2 separate regions of the Capra hircus genome follow, and region 1 is linked to region 2. Evidence: chromatin contacts called from public Hi-C data. All regions are on one chromosome and are shown on one strand. Each heading gives the region's core, a stretch centred on a gene start, on an enhancer-like site or on the middle of the called end of the contact. The rest is flanking DNA. Distances are from core to core; before and after follow the strand shown.

The links. A called contact is a pair of places that touch in the nucleus more often than the background predicts.
Region 1: a Hi-C map of liver shows a contact between it and region 2, with 4 times the contacts expected there. The contact joins two enhancer-like sites. A contact is called at or near these places in 3 of 5 Hi-C or Micro-C datasets (blood and liver).

What each region holds. Positions count from the first base shown.
Region 1 is chr19:36,940,470-36,945,456 of ARS1.2, forward strand. ZNF652 (zinc finger protein 652) reads left to right here. Exons shown (of 6, transcript XM_018064918.1): 6 at 1,181-4,987. The coding sequence ends at 1,692. Among named protein-coding and RNA genes, the nearest start is that of PHOSPHO1, 43 kb to the right of the region's middle. Within about 2 kb of position 1,397, at least 1 of the 5 cell types and tissues checked has an H3K27ac peak or open chromatin away from gene starts, as enhancers often do.
Region 2 is chr19:36,850,313-36,855,332 of ARS1.2, forward strand. PHB (prohibitin) reads left to right here. Exons shown (of 7, transcript XM_013972518.2): 7 at 731-1,884. The coding sequence ends at 943. Among named protein-coding and RNA genes, the nearest start is that of PHB, 12 kb to the left of the region's middle. Within about 2 kb of position 2,584, at least 2 of the 5 cell types and tissues checked have an H3K27ac peak or open chromatin away from gene starts, as enhancers often do.

The DNA.
Region 1 (4,987 bases), core at 147-2,646, 89 kb after region 2:
TGAGATGTTAAGTGATTAAAACATAGTAAGTAATACTGCATATGAGAACAATATGCAGTATCTTTTATTTATATTGAACAGAATAAGGACATCTATTAGAAAGAAAGGGAGCAATGATTGAAGTGAGAGCAAACTCTTGTAGCAGGAGCTACAGTAAAGATAGAAGCTACATACACTGAGCATTGGTGAAGGAATTGATAAGTGCAAGCACATGGTCACTGAAGCACATGGTACTGCACACCATACCACAGCATTCTGGATGAAGTGATCACAGACACATGTTCAAACATCATTTTGTTTCTCCCCTATGACCCGGGGAGAGGAGCAGGCAAACAGCATAGAATAAGCAGTAAGTCCAAAGGAAAGCTTAAAAATTAATCCCTTAGAACCCAAACCCAAGTTCCTCCCTAGGTGCACTTAGAATTATGGGGTTTTGTTTCCTTTTTGGCTCCCTGTCCCAAAGGTTCTCCACCAAGAACAGTAGCCTGCCTTTCAATCCTCCCCACACCCATGGGCATTTGGAAATGGTATGGGGACATTTTTGATGGTCAGAATTTATTGGGGACATTTAGTAAACTGGATCCAGGACCACTGAGTGCTCTTCAGATGTGCAGACAGTCCCATGTGATGGAAAACTGCCTGCAGAGAAACACTGCATTGTGAAATCCATATTGTAGGGTGAGTTAGTCCAGTATTTCCCCAAATACCAAAAAGTAAGCCACATGCTAAGGATTAGGAACGAGTAGACATACAGAGACTTATTTACTCCACGGGACATTTTCAGCAAAGTCCTACGTTGTGTTGGAATGTCAGAAATTGCTTACGGATCAGCTGGCCTAGCTTAAAGGCAGAGATTCATCTGTGGGCTTGGTCCCCTTGAGCACAGGAAAGCCATCTGACCACTTCTTCCGGTAGGATGTGGAAGATCACTTTTGTAGATGCCTTTTTTTTTTTTAATCTTCTTTTACCCAAACCCCGATGGTAGGTTGTATATAAGTTTTAGTTGTGTCTGCTGTTTTTTGTGAAGTCCCAACTTTGGGGGACTTTTTTATGACTATCAGAATATAATATGCAGTAAGGGAGAGAAGTGATAACCTCCTTATCTAATATGAAGGGTAGCTGGAGCACATACTTACCGCCTAGTGTGTTAATCATGTCTTTGTGTCTGTGTTCATCTCAGGAGAGAAACCCTTTATCTGTGAAATCTGTGGCAAAAGCTTCACCAGCCGCCCCAACATGAAGAGGCACCGTAGGACTCACACAGGCGAGAAGCCCTACCCGTGTGACGTGTGCGGCCAGCGGTTCCGCTTCTCCAACATGCTTAAGGCCCACAAGGAGAAGTGCTTCCGGGTGACCAGCCCCGTGAACGTGCCGCCTGCTGTCCAGGTCCCACTCACAACCTCCCCAGCCACCCCAGTTCCTTCTGCGGTGAACAGCCCCACGACCCCCGCCCCGCCCGTCAGTATGAACCCTGTGGGCACTCTGCCCCCTCGGCCCATCCCCCACCCCTTCTCGCACCTTCACATCCACGCTCACCCTCACCACCCACACCACCTTCCCATCCCCCCCGTCCCTCACCTCCCCCCACCTCCAGCTCTCTTTAAGAGTGAGCCTTTAAATAACAGAGGCCAGGGTGAGGACACGTTTCTGCGGCACCTGGCAGAGAAGAGCAGTGCAGCACAGCATCACTAACATCCATCTCCTTAAGGGTGTTCTCCACGAGTCACGTGCCCCTGTGTGAGCTTGCAGAGAGGGGGTTGGTGAGCCTTTCTGTAGCTGTCAGACTCTCAGCCTCCACCGAGAGCTTTGTCATTGTCTTGGTGAATCAGCACATCCGAGGGAGTGAACAAGAAGACCTTGAGCTCACGGAGGGAACGGTCATCTAAACCAGGGAACCACCGAAGTAAAGCCCAATTTGCTTGCATTTTCTGGTGACTTTTATAAATTTCAAATACTCAGACTTGTGGAATTTTATAATTTCATATCAGCTGATGAGGTATGCTTGCTTTTATATCCTGGACTTCTCCTCAAAGAGGGGACAGGCCTGGTTTCCTTTGTACTAATCGGGAAGGCTGTGAGATTAATCCAGAGCATTAATTGTATCACTGTGTATCGTAACAAATTATTTTCAGCTTTTGGTGCTGGCTTCAGAGTTGAGCTAGCTGTGTTTCACAGTATATCAAGCATTATAGAGAAAGAAATTTTCTTCTTTGTGTAGCTCTCCTAATGCACTCTTTATTTTACTACAGAAATTATTTTAGAGTTTTTGTATAGACTTCTTTAGTAGTCTGTTTCTAAAATGAAATGTATTTCAATAAGCGGTGTAATTTTTTCAGTGTAGCTGGACCTATGTTGTAAAATAGAAAAAATTTTTATAATCATCAAAATGTGATTCTTAAAGATGCATATAACTTCTATAGTTCAAAGTTATTCTTACATCCGTACAACTCAAAGGTGCTTCAGAAAGTAGATGTATCTCAGAGGGTCTCCAGACCAAGTTACTGCAAAAAATGAGGTTTTGCTTTCAGAACTTGACCTAAGTCCTCGGTAGTTTTTTAAAATCTCTGCTTAACACTTGGGGGGTCTGTTAGGCTTATGGACATGCTCTGTCCTCCATGTTCCGTTTGGTTCAGTTAGTGTGTTAAATGGAATGATTTGCAGGGGGTTGAGCCTTTTCCAGGGAAGTCACCTGAAGCTGGCCTGTTTTGAAAATCTGAGTCAAGCTGTTCACCATCAAGAGGAGGAAGCTGGGGAGGCTGTTTCATCTCAGTCACGTCTCACTTCCCTCAGAACTGTGTTCAGGTTCAACCTTTGTGGGATGACAGATTGAAGTCTCCTGCTACACTGCTTATTTTGAGGTTGCTTTGTTTTTCTAGAATTGTGGAAAGATAAAATAGTACATTAAAATCAAAACATGATGTTGCTGATAGTGGCTGAGAAATTTGGATAAGAACACAAATGGGCTATGACTTTTAAAATGTCTCTTGTATCAGTGGATATAGTCACAACATCAGACTGTTCAACACAGTGAAAATTGCAGTGAGGGGAAGAAAGTGACATTTTACTGCCGTGTCCTCTGCAAGTAATTACCTGGTAGCAGTCTTCTTGGCGATAAGAAGAGCCAATCTCTAATTTGGGGCAGATTTGGAAGAGTTTGGGCAACTTCTAAAGAGCATGGTCAGTTGGGGGTTCATTATAGGAAAGGCTGAGCAGAAGGGCTAACAGATTATTTTTAACTGATCACATTCATCCAGACTCAGTATAGCTAAAAGTTTTGTAATTTTTCATGTCAGTGAACTGAGTTCCAGCACGAAGTCTACTTTCTCTCTCTCTCTCTCCCTTCCTCGGTTTTTTTAATCTTGAAATTTCTTCATTTTTCTTTCCTCGGGCTTTTAAATCTTTGCGTGACTCAGAACCCTGACTTTTATTTATTTTTATTTTTAATATTAAGTGTGCAGAAATATTTGCAGCACTTTTCTGGCTTATTAGCTCTGTGGTAGGAAAAACTGGAACTCTCCATTGAGGTTAAGTCCCTATTTTTAAAATGCTGCATTCTCTGCTAGCTTTCTGGTTTAATACTTCCAGATTTTTTTCTTTCTGATTATTGCCTTTGTCTTCTATAGCGAGCATAGGAAAATTTGGGAGTGAGGCAGAAAAGTATCTTCAGTATCATACTTTTCTCCCTATTTTTGGATGTAACTTCTAAAGAATGCTGTTTTAAATGTCTGTATACATTCTTTGAACACTCGAGTACCCAAACCAATATGAAAAGTTAATTTATTTATGACTGTTCTGTCTTTAGTGGCTGCCTCCCCTTACTTCCACAATTTCCTTGGCATTCCATGACAAGTTTGTGGGTATACACCTTTGTGTGGACATACCATTTTTTCATGTCCAAGCTTATAATATTAAAATGATTTTTAAGATGTAAATTGAGCTTAATTAATTGGTTATACCTTATTTTATTCTAAATAAATTTACAGTATTGGGCTGCAGTTCTGAATTCTAACTGGAGACTTACAGAATCAACCATTTTATGAGGTGTACTATAAATTACACACTGGAAAATCCAGGTAGTCCTATTTCTTTTTTCATTCAAGTGAATATAGCCATAAAATATCTGCTACGTAGGAAAACCAATACTAAGCAGAAAATCACTACCACCCTTAATAGAAGCAAAAAATAAGGATTATCTTTTTTTAAAAATCAGCATTGTCACACAATACAGTTCTTAGTGAAATATATTATGGAACAATCTGGAAGCTCAAATTTTTCCCCTAGTTAAGTATACCTTCCCTGATTTGGGGTTTGTGGTCTTCAGGAAAACTGCTCAGAATATATTGGCTGCTCACCAGTGTCAGATTACATATGCCTAATGAAATGCATTAAGAATATTCATAACAATGTTTCTGAATAGAAGGACTGCAAGATGAAGCCTTAAACACATATGTGCATCAGGTTTAACATGCTTAAGACTCAAACTCAGGGTTAAAAATTTGATGGGATCCTTTACTAAGATAAAAGTTGTGTGGCGTGTTCCCTCCCACCTAAGGTACAGCACCCTGTGACTTCTTCAGAAATTATTACCTATTTGTTATCTGTTTATGAAAAAAAGAACTCTGGAGGAGTTTGAGTTCTCAGCCCTTATCTATACTTAAATTTCAAAGACAACAAAGGCCACATTTCAGCATTATATAGATATCAAATTAAGGCTGTTTTTCATGACTTAAATTTTACTGTCTTCAAAGGCTTGTACCATTGCTAGAATTAAGACTGACTTAGCAATTCCCAGCTTGAGTTGATATTGCTTTTTAATTTTCTTTTTACATTTTTCTATTCTCTCGTGTAGATTTGTCATTCAAATATAAACTCTTCCTTAGCCTAAATGAAAGGCTGCTTGTTGCTTTCTCAAATTGAGAGGGGCAGGTTTATACAGAGTTAGACTTTTTACATTTGAATGAAGAAAATAAGATGAACAGTTTAAAGC
Region 2 (5,020 bases), core at 1,334-3,833:
GGGTGGAGATTTTTTTTTCTTTTTTCTTCCTCTCTCCAGCATCTAGAACATAGCCAAAACCATGCCTCAGATAGATACTAGGTATCCGTAAACATTTGTTGAGTGAACAGCCCCAGAGCCTCAGTTGAGTAACTGTGTGTTAATCTCAGGGAGGCCTTGCACCGCGCTCTCCTCCCACCGTTCTGAAGGTCATACATTGTAGGTAGACGTCTTCCTGTTGATACAAGCTGGGAAAGCCAGGAGGTCTTATACTGGGTGCCCAAGTTCCTGGTCGGGAACCCCTTTAGCCCACAGTCTAAGGAGCATCCTGTGCCTGCTGCTCCTACTTGGCTGCACTGGTTTTGATGAAAGTCGCTTTGACTTGGGCCTGGAGGGAAAGATGAAGGTTGAGTCTACCTTTCTTTCTCTCTTCTTTTCCTTGGCCTGGGATCCTCCAGGCTCAGAGTAGGTGGCTGGCCTCAGTTGCTGTTAATGTTATTGAGGACTTTGAAATAAGACAGCTCTCTATACAGCCAACAGAAATGTGTCCCTTTAGTAGTGAGCAGTGGGCATGATGAGGGCAAGGAGAATTGAGTGAATAGTGTTTGTTGAGCCCTTCTGAAGGGAGAGAGGGGTAAAATCCCAGAGCTCATTCAGGATCCAGAGAGGGTGCCTAACACAGAGCTTTTGAGGCTGTAACCCGCCATCACGCCCCAGGGTGTCATCTTGGTCTCTGCCTCCACCCTCGCAGGCTGAGCAGCAGAAGAAGGCAGCCATCATCTCCGCCGAGGGCGACTCCAAGGCGGCCGAGTTAATCGCCAACTCGCTCGCCACTGCAGGCGATGGCCTGATCGAGCTGCGCAAGCTGGAGGCCGCAGAAGACATCGCGTACCAGCTGTCGCGCTCGCGGAACATCACCTACCTGCCTGCCGGGCAGTCGGTGCTCCTCCAGCTGCCCCAGTGAGGCCTACACCTCCTGGGCCAGCTGGACCACAGCCCCGAAGTTGCTCAGCACCACCTTCCTTCTCCTGCCCCAGAAATCACTGTGAAACTTCATGATTGGCTTAAAGTGAAGGAAATAAAAGTAAAATCACTTCAGATCTCTTAATTACTCAATCAGATGGAGCTCTTTGATTCTTCTCATTTCCATCCCCTTTTTTTTAATTTACCTTCCTACCCCAAATTGCTAAGTGCCTACACAGACAGCTTGGTTCCGGTCTTTGGGGCCGGCTGGCACTCCTGCCCAGGCACTGAGAATTGGCAGAAGAAAGGCAGGGCCTTGTGTGTAATGAGCTGGGAGTCAGTGGGAGGCCTGAGTAAACTTGTAGCCTCCAACCAACCCTTCATTCAGGATTTGAGGAAGATGGCACACGCAGATGAATGGTGAACACAGGCCTCGGATTTCTCCAGTGGCTCCTGCACAGACCCAGCTGAAGAGAGGTGCTGGGGAGGGTCAGAGAGGAAGTGATCCATCTCTTACCATAAAGCTGATGCTCTTTAACTGCGGGACCAGCGGAAGCACGTGTGTACAAACGGCACGGATTGAAGAATCTGCCTCCGTGAAGGTGGGTGGGCCTGATTTGGTTTGCTCTCCCCCCGCCTCAGAGTTCTGGAATGGATTTGAATAGAGAGAGCAGGCCTGGACTGAGATGAGAGTCCTGTGGCCTTCCTCTCCACCTCCCACCTTCGTGTCTCAAATACCCGGCGGATTTCCAGCTTGAAGGATTGCATCCGGCCAGAGCTGTACAGGCCTGCCAAAGACGTGTGCATCCCGTGTTCCTGGCTCCCTGGTTCAGAGACTGCCCTTCTAGAGGGCTCTGTGCCTGTGCCTTGAAGGAAATGACCATGAGAAGAAGACAAATGTGTGTAAACTATCAATAAATGACACCCAGACCTTCCAGCTCAGTCTTGTGGGTTTGTTTCGTTTGTTTGTGGGAGCCATGGGCTCAGGACAGAACATGCCAATAGTCTCTGTGCACAATTGTATCACCAGAGAGGACAGACTCTCCAGCAGGGCAGGAAATGCTTTGGTTTCAGAAAACACTGGGTTGCCGTCCAGATCCATCCCCAGCCTGAAATTAATCAGTGGTGTCAAGTGAGGTTTATCATGCCATGGGTACTTAGGAGGTAAGGTTGGATGGAGGCTTGTTAACTTCCTTTGTTGTCTTTGAGTTGGGAGTTGTAGGCGCATTTACTGAGAGAGGGATTGACGTGAAACACACTGCCAAGCCCGCAGTGCGCTCTGGTTAGACTGACAGACAGTAGACGGCTTCGGTGCCTTGCCTGTCATGGGGTTGTATTGCTTATTCCGCTTTACTCTGCTGTGGAAAGGCCTTGGTCTTTGAAGGGCGGGGGGAGAGGGGACAGGATTGAGAAATGAGCTGTGCCGGTCACCCACCTCGGATCCTTTAAGGAACAGAACGGGAACAACAGTGCAGTCAGCACCCACGTTGACTGTGCTTTAACCTCTGCTCTTGGTTTAATCCCAGGCTCACCACCTGGCCAAGGAGAGCAGCCTCTTAAGAGGACTCGGCAGGCTGGTCTGTGACCTGGATTCTGCATTTCCTCTCCCAGAGTGATAGGGCCAGCTGTCAGCTGGGAAAGGGGACAGATGCACTGATTTGGGGTGGGCTGGGGCCTGACTTCTGCCGGCACTACACCCTGCTCCCCTTCCAGGGCCCCTCCGCGGGGATCACGTCCCTTCCCACCACTGTGAGCGTGCCGACAGGAGTGTGATGGGCTCGTGACCCTCAGCTGAACTTCCCACCAAAGCTTCATTCTGATGCTGAGCGAGCCTCGTTCAGCCCGTCACCTCACCACCTCCCTGGCATCAGTTATCTCAGAATAACTCTTACTACTTGTGTTTTTTGCTGTAAGAATAGCGAGGCCTGCAAGTGGGGAGGTGCCTGAACTCAAAATGCATGGAAGACTGGAGCAGAAAGAGCTTGACTGCTAAATAGGTTCCAGACCTGCTTCCACTCAGCGGCCTTCCTCCTTTCCTGCTGTTTATTGCTCCGGACACCCTGGCGGGTGTGGGGGGTGCGGGGGGGCTGCGGTGCAGGAGGCGCCTCTCTTCCCCAGGCCCTTTTTAAAAGAGCAGCTTGTTTCTTGCATTTGGCAGGAGATTGGATTTCCCACCCAGGTGTGTGAGGGGAGCCCTCCCCAGCCTCTGGGTTCTTTCTGCCTCCAGGTCAGCCCTTCAGCAGCAGGCAGGCCAGTTCCTGCTGATTTTGTCTGTAGCCTCCCTGCCATGAATGGTGCCAGTGGTAACCCGGGGCCTCATTCTGCCTTGACTTCCGCCAAGTAATTCTTTTCACAAATGTTCAAGGGCTGTTAACTGACTGCTTAGCCCCAGCGTCCCCTGAAGGCCTCCGGGTTTCTCCAGACACTGCCACAATGGGCTTTTATCAGCTCGGGATTCTCTTGGCCTTGGATCAGAAGCCGTGTCCTGTCCTGCCCAGGGAGGGGCCAAGCAGGAGTGTCTCCATCCCTGCCTCCTTTGGTCAGGCTGAATAGTTCCCTTGTTTGGGCCCTGAACTGGGGGAGCCGGGAAAGAAGACCCTCAAAGGTTGCTGCATTTTATACGCGTTCTGCTGGTGTGGACCGAAGTGGGAGGAGCTGTGCCGTTCCAGGTGGGTCAAATTGAAAGAGAGAGAGAGAGAATGGAATATTGTCCAAGCCTGGTGTAGCAGATGCTCTTCTAATGAGCCAGTGGTCCAGCCATCAGCAGGGAAGAGTGTTTAGGCCATCCCTGGACCTTTCCCATCTGCCAATACTGTGGGCAAAGCAGCCCATCCTGACTGAAAATAACCTGGGTGAGACAGTCACAGGAAGCTGTAAATGATGTCCCTGCCTTTCCTTGGCCTCCTGTTCATCCTGCACACTGTTCCAAGCTTCATTTTTCATTATTTTTATTGGAGTATAGTTGCTTTACAATGTTGTATTAGTTTCTGCTATATAGCAAAAGGAATCAGCTATATGTATACACATCCCAGGTGGCGCTAGTGGTAAAGAAACCTCCTGCAATGCAGGAGACATAATGAGACATGGCTTCAATCCCTGAGTTGGGAAGATCCCTGGAGGAGGGCCTGGCAACCCACTCCAGTATTCTTGCTCGGAGAATCCTATGGACAGAGGGACCTGGTGGGCTACAGTCCATAAGGTCACAAACAGTCGAACACGACTGAAGTGACTTAGCATGCATACGTGTGTATATATCCCCTCTTTTTTTGGATTTCCTTCCTGTTTAGGTTACCACAGAGCATTGAATAGAGTTCCCTGTTGTATACTGCAGGTTCTCATCAGTTTTCTATTGAGTATATGTCAACAAACTTCATTTTTCTAAGTAGATCTCTTCCCCTTTCTCCTGAAAAACCTTCAGCAGCTACTCCTCCCTTGATTGAAGTGAAGTGAAAGTCGCTCAGTTGTGTCCGACTCTTTGCGACCCACAGACTACACAGTCCATGGAATTCTCCAAGCCAGAATACTGAAATGGGTAGCCTTTCCCTTCTCCAGGGGATCTTCCCAACCCAGGGATCGATCCTAGGTCTCCCACATCGCAGGCGGATTCTTTACCAGCTAAGCCACGAGGGAAGCCCAAGAATACTGGAGTGGGTAGCCTATCCCTTCTCCAGGGGATCTTCCCAACCCAGGAATCGAACCGGGCTCTCCTGTAGTGCAGGCAGGTTCTTTTACCAGCAGAGCTACCAGGGAGGCCTCCCTTGGTTAATAAAGTACAAATACCTTGTTCTGGCATTCAAGGCCCTCGCTGCCTTTCTAGTCCAACATACTTGACTGCTTACTGTCGCATACCTACCTAGTGGCTCCCATGGGATGGGGAGTGCTGTTTGAAAATGCAAGTGGAGAGGGGCAGCTGCTACTAGCTTTAGGTGATGGCGAGTGGAGGTGGTGGGGACACTAGGAGGCCTACCTCGTATGGGACAGACTCACACGACAAAAGCTGTTCCAAATGTAATGCCAGTGAAACCCCCCTTTGAAAACACACACCAAAGTGAGTTCCTTGTTCCTGTCCGCATACCCC